Regions from separate parts of the Ovis aries genome. Here region 2 is linked to region 1. Evidence: chromatin contacts called from public Hi-C data. All regions are on one chromosome and are shown on one strand. Each heading gives the region's core, a stretch centred on a gene start, on an enhancer-like site or on the middle of the called end of the contact. The rest is flanking DNA. Distances are from core to core; before and after follow the strand shown.

Region 1 (2,845 bases), core at 202-2,701:
GGTAGAAGAAGAGCTAGCAAAGAGTGAGGAGGAAAGGTAAGAGGAAAATAGTTAAGAGATAGAGTGTGCCCATGAAAGCCATCCTTCATATTGATACTTAAAATTGGGCTTAAATCAGAGAGATCTGAGCTGGCTATTGGCTTCACTATTTTCTGGCTGGGTGATTTTTTTAAGCAAATTACTGAGTTTCTTTAAGCTTTGTTTTCTTAATTTATGAAATGTAATAATAAAATCAACCACATAGATGTTGTGAGGATTAAATGAGGAAATGATGTTCAAAAGACTTAGCCTTTTGTTTGGCATGTATTGATACTTGAAATTTAAATCCTATCATATGAAATGTTATAAATTATATAAAATGCTTCTGTCCTTGAAGGTTTATAAACCGAGTTGAGAGATAACAGGTGAACAATATTTGAATCAAAATTCAAGATGAGTAAATTAGTAGAAATCACAGGGCAATGAATGGGGATTAATGTTAAATGTATTGTGTCGCTAGTTGATCAGTCAGTCCTTTCCCTGCTGGTTGGATAGGTAACATGAAAAATGCCTTATTAATACTGAAAAATAACATTTTAGGATTGAAACTGGAAATTTAGTTTTTTTTTTTTTTTTAAATTCATTTATTTGGCTGCACTGGGTCTTAGTTGCAGCATGTGGGATCTAGTTCCCTGACCAGGGATCGAACCTGGGCCCCTGCATTGGGAGCTGAGAGTTTTAATCACAGGACCAGCAGGGAAGTCCCAAATTTAGTTTTTGAATAGGTAATTCATACTCAACTTCACAGTTTTAAAGATGTAAAAAGGGTATATGGTAAAAGGTTTCTCTCCTCTACCTGTCCTCAGGTTTCTTCTGAGATCCAGCTGGTGTTTTATCTGTTTCTTGCCCAGGCATCTTGTGTATAAACATTGTATGACTGTTATGTGTTTGCATGGTTTTTTTTTTTACATTAATGTTAGTATCTTACAGTATTCTATAAATTGTTTTTTCTTAATAGTCTTATTGAGGCACAATTCACATGCTGTACAATTCACTCAATATATCTTGGGTTTTTTAAATACATTCTTTTAAAACATTTTAAAGTCAGATGCATATAAAAATGGGTAAGATTTGACTTTATAGGTCCATATTTGAGGTTTTAAAAGGGTTTTGTTCTACTACTAATGTAATTGTGCCAAAATGAAATGTGTGAAATGACTTTATTTTCAGCTATTCTGTTTTCACTCAGCAATTTCCCTTTTGGAGGGGAACCCACAATATAATAATAAAGTGATGCAACAGTGTGTAAAAATGTATGTAACATTCTCATTTGACTAGAGAAGGGGACATGGAAGTGCTGAGAAGACTGCTGAATGAGCCAAAGACCTGAGGTTAGGGAATGAGAGCCAGTTGGGGGCTGAGATTTCAACAGCAGTAGCAAGGTCAGTGGTTAGCAGTGGTGGATGCTGTCCATGCTAAACAACCAGTTGTACCAGTCTGTCTGCTTCAGGTCTGCTAGATCAGCATCCTGTGCAGAATCTGTCACTGACTATCTTTCCCTGTTACGTGAAAGATTTTGTAAACTTCCATCTGTATCTACACACAATTTGGGGAAGGAAGGAGAAGGGAGGAACAGCTCTGTTAGAAAGTTGAAATTTGAATTGCCTGAATATTTACATTCCTTTTCCCTTAATGTTACTTAGAGGAGGAGAAGAAAAAAGGAAGATTAGGAGTTACAGAAAGTAAAGAAATTGTATTGTGTTATAAACAAACACCCAGTACCCTTTAAATACACACACAGTAACTGAAAAAAAATAAAGTGCCACCATGGGAAAGATCTAGAATCTTAAGAAATGGACCTTAGAGATCACTTAGAATCTAGATTCTAGATTAGTCCTATTCACTGTATTTTTTGTAGGTCAGTGCTCATCCATGAACTGTTACTGGTTAATGATGAGATAAATTTAAAAAAAGAAAGTAAGCTTTTAGAAACTTTTATAGCAGTTTGACATCACTGCTACATTCCAAATGTATGACTGATTTTCTCGTAATTGATTTGTTTACAAAAGTGTTGGTCCACAACCTGGAATGCTATAAAAAGTTGGCAGCCCTGTCTCTCTACCTATTTAAAAATATATTGATCTGTGAAATTCAGAAATCAGAGAAACAGTGATTCTGTCTAATCTTGTCTAACTCTTCAACCAGTTTCTAACACTTACTAGCTGCTAAGCACTATTGTAAATGCTTTACAGATATTTACTGGTTTAATCTTTGTAACAACCCTATGCTGCAGGTACTGTTACATTATCCCCATTTCTTAGGAAACTGAGGCACAGTGGTTACGTTACTCACCTAGGCTACACAGACGTAAGTGGTAAAGCTGGAGTTTGAACCCGGTGTAGTCTGACTTCAGATGCCTTGTTAGGCTTTGTTATGCTCCATGCTTTTAATGGGTGATTACCTACTGTGTTTCTCAGTAGAGGGAGCTGTTGGCTTGAGCAGAACAGTTTTCCATGTTGTATCCCTCCCTGCCTACCTGTCCTACTCACTGAATACCCAATCAGAAAAAAAGCTCCCCTCTCCATTTCCAAATGCTTCCTTGGTTGAAAGCCTTTTAGAGATGACCAGCATAGTTCCTTAGTTACAACATTCTTTCTTTTATAGGAATCTGCTTTCTAATTTCTACTGGTTGGTCTTAGATCTGTACTTCAAAACTAGTAAAGTCTTTTCCAGGACGCATATCTGTTTGTGCGCTGATCTGCATATAGGATTTTTAAAACCTTCCTTTTTCTTTGGTGTTCTCCTTGGATCAGCATGTCATTATGTGCCTTAAAATGAGAATAAAGAGCCCGGTAACGCTATTACA
Region 2 (2,802 bases), core at 299-2,798, 140 kb after region 1:
TTTAGTTTGGCATCTTGAAATCCATTCTCCACACTTTCGCCAAATATGCTTTATCAAAAACACATACATGACCATGTCACACCCTTATTTAAAAATCTGAATAGTTTTTTCATTGTCTGCTGGATAAGGTTCAAGTGCCTTAACGTGGTGGACAAGGCCCTCTGTGATCGGCCCCTGATGGAAAGAAACTGCAGCCTCTTCTCTGAGGCTTCCTCGCAGCCCACCCCTCTCCCCCACTTCTGGGCTGTTTCTCCCTCTGCCAGGCAGGTCCCTTGCACCACACTGGGCTCTCTCCTTTCTTTGGTTAGATTCACCTCAGGCTTTTCATTGCCCGGTATGGCTTTCCTGATGAGTTCCTGACCTGATGTGGTTCTAGGCCTCTTTTTCCTCATGCTATATACAGATATTAATACTATTATTATACTCATCACATTGCACCGAAGATGCCGGTTTACAGGTCTGTCTACCTGTAAGGGCCTGTTGAACACAAGGATGGTCTTACGATTTCCTGTAGCACCAACACAGTTTGCAGAATGGATGAGTGCTGTAAAGGAACTGACGCATGAGTAGGGGACAGAACACACTTGCAGGAAACTTTTAAGTGAAAGATAAAGCAGTGCTGCCATGATTAGTGCAAAAACAAAACACACGGTGACACACTCCAGATTCTGTGGGCTGTTTGGTTTTGTTGTTGCTGTTGCTATGCTTGTCGTTTGTTTGTTTTTAATTTTGCAATACCACAGTAATCAGTATTCTAGAACTCTGGACTTCCCTGGTGGCTCAGTGGTGAAATGTCTGCCTGCAATGCAGGAGACCCAGGTTCGATCCCTAGGTTGGGAAGCTCCCCTGGAGGAGGAAATGGCAATCCACTCCAGTGGGTTCTGCTATATATTCTTGCCTGGGAAATCCCAAGGACAGAGGAGCCTGGCAGGCTACAGACCATGGGGACAGAAAAGAATCAGACACAACTAAGTGTGTCTAACCCTGGTCCTCAAAGTGCCCCTAGCTCTGAAAGCCAACATTATTGGTTTCACTGGGGCATTTGCTAGAAATGAAGCATTTTGGGTTCCACCCCAGACCTACTGAATCTGAATCTGCATTTAGAACAAGATCCCCAGGTCATTCACATACATATCTGTGTCCGTATGTACATTGAGAAGCTCTGTCTTAAGAAACCACTTTATTGACTGAAAAGGGAGATGGAGCTTGTGAGTTCAGGGTCCTTGGTTCCCTTGGTTCCTCCAAGAGGCAGTGCTCTCTGGGGAGGCCTGGACATTCCAGAGCTTGATTTCAGGAAGGAGTGGTGGCAAGGCCTCCATTTAAGGGATGCCTAGGTGGGCAGATGTACAGACTTAGCACCTCACTGCAGGGTCAAACAGGACCTGCCTGGGGCCTGTGCCTGGGCATGGCTAATTAAGCCCAAATGGAGTCCAGCAAGGATCAAACCAAGTCAGTGAGGCAGGAGGTGAAACTGGATGGAACTGGTAGGCGAGATAGACAGAGGTCCGGTCAGTGAGCAGGAGTCAAGGCCAGAGGATCAGATGAGATAATTCCTGGTGTTAGGGCAGGGACTGGGGCTGGGCCCTTAGCTTCAGGAATGGGGCGAGGCTCAGAGTTGGAGTAGGGGTTAGAATGTCTAGTGCAAACATCATTCTTGGCAGCTCTGAGCAGTATTTTCACCTTTAGAAGGGGTGGCTCTGCTAGAATGCCCGGCTTTATACTGCAGTTGGCAGACTTTCGCTGAGATGCCCTCTGGTCACAAGGAACTCTCAAGATGCACAGGGAGAGTGACAAGAAGAGTGTGAGCCCTCTAGCAACCCAGTGTGCTCTTCTCATTATACATACTTGTTGTGCAACTTCTGTGTGCACTCTCTCATGTCGCAATATGATGCTTTAGTATTTCACAGCAAAAATACTGGAGGCCATCAGATATGACCTAGCGTGCCAACTATATTTGTTAAGAAGTACTGAGCTCTCCTTTTTTTTTTTTCCTTTTGTTGTTGTCCTCATCTTGAGATAATATCATTATTTATTTATTTTAAATTTAATTTAATTTTTCTGGCCACACCTTGCGGCATGCAGGATCTTAGTTCCCCAACCAGGGATTGATCCCTCAACCCCCACAGTGGAAGTGTGTCTTAACCACTGGACCCACCAGGGAAGTCTCAAGATAGTAACATATATTCTTATTTTTTTACAACTTGCATAAAAAGGTGAAGGCACACATCCAAAACAGACACAACAATATTGAAGAAGTAACACTCTATAGGCAATGACATGTTATATAAAAAGCACTGAACTGTGAGGCCGAAACTGTGCACTTAGTTACCATTCTACCATGTGCAGGCTATGTAGCTTGTCGTTTATCTGAGCCTTAGTTTCTTCATCTGTTCCATTGTTCCAGGGGAAGAATATGTCATGCCTACCTCTCAGATGAGGCTCAAATGAAGAAATGCAAGCGAGAGCGCTTTGTAAACCACTTGCGTCACACTGAGGTGAGATATTACTGCTTGGCTGTTATTATTCTGCCTAGTAAATATCAAGATGTGGAAGATCAGCGTAAAGCTTCAGTCAAAGCCAGGTTGTTCGACCGTGCTGTGAGCACTGCAGGGTCCTAGTTCTCTGACGAGAGACTGAACTGGTGGCCCCTGCACTGTCAGCACGGAGACCTAAACACTGAACTGCCAGGGAAATTCCCCAGGTGGTTCTTTTTACTGAGCTCTCCCTCTTTCTTCTCTCAGAGGAGAGTGTTGAGGATGGGAACTTGAAGCTGGCACCTGACCTAGGAGGGCTGTGTGACCC

Evidence for each region. Hi-C and Micro-C count contacts between places; a contact is called where the count stands out from the background.
Region 2: a contact with region 1 is called in a Hi-C map of liver, with 3 times the contacts expected there. The contact joins two enhancer-like sites. A contact is called at or near these places in 2 of 16 Hi-C or Micro-C datasets (liver and tail adipose tissue).

The regions. Positions count from the first base shown.
Region 1 is chr3:163,661,105-163,663,949 of ARS-UI_Ramb_v3.0, forward strand. The region is part of intron 2 of SARNP (SAP domain containing ribonucleoprotein); the gene reads left to right. Among named protein-coding and RNA genes, the nearest start is that of SARNP, 6.6 kb to the left of the region's middle. Within about 2 kb of position 1,452, at least 6 of the 54 cell types and tissues checked have an H3K27ac peak or open chromatin away from gene starts, as enhancers often do. A contact at or near this core is called in liver, where this site is marked.
Region 2 is chr3:163,800,218-163,803,019 of ARS-UI_Ramb_v3.0, forward strand. LOC132659457 (a long non-coding RNA gene) reads left to right here. Exons shown (of 3, transcript XR_009599955.1): 2 at 2,405-2,495. Among named protein-coding and RNA genes, the nearest start is that of TMT1B, 23 kb to the left of the region's middle. Within about 2 kb of position 1,549, at least 16 of the 54 cell types and tissues checked have an H3K27ac peak or open chromatin away from gene starts, as enhancers often do. A contact at or near this core is called in liver, where this site is marked.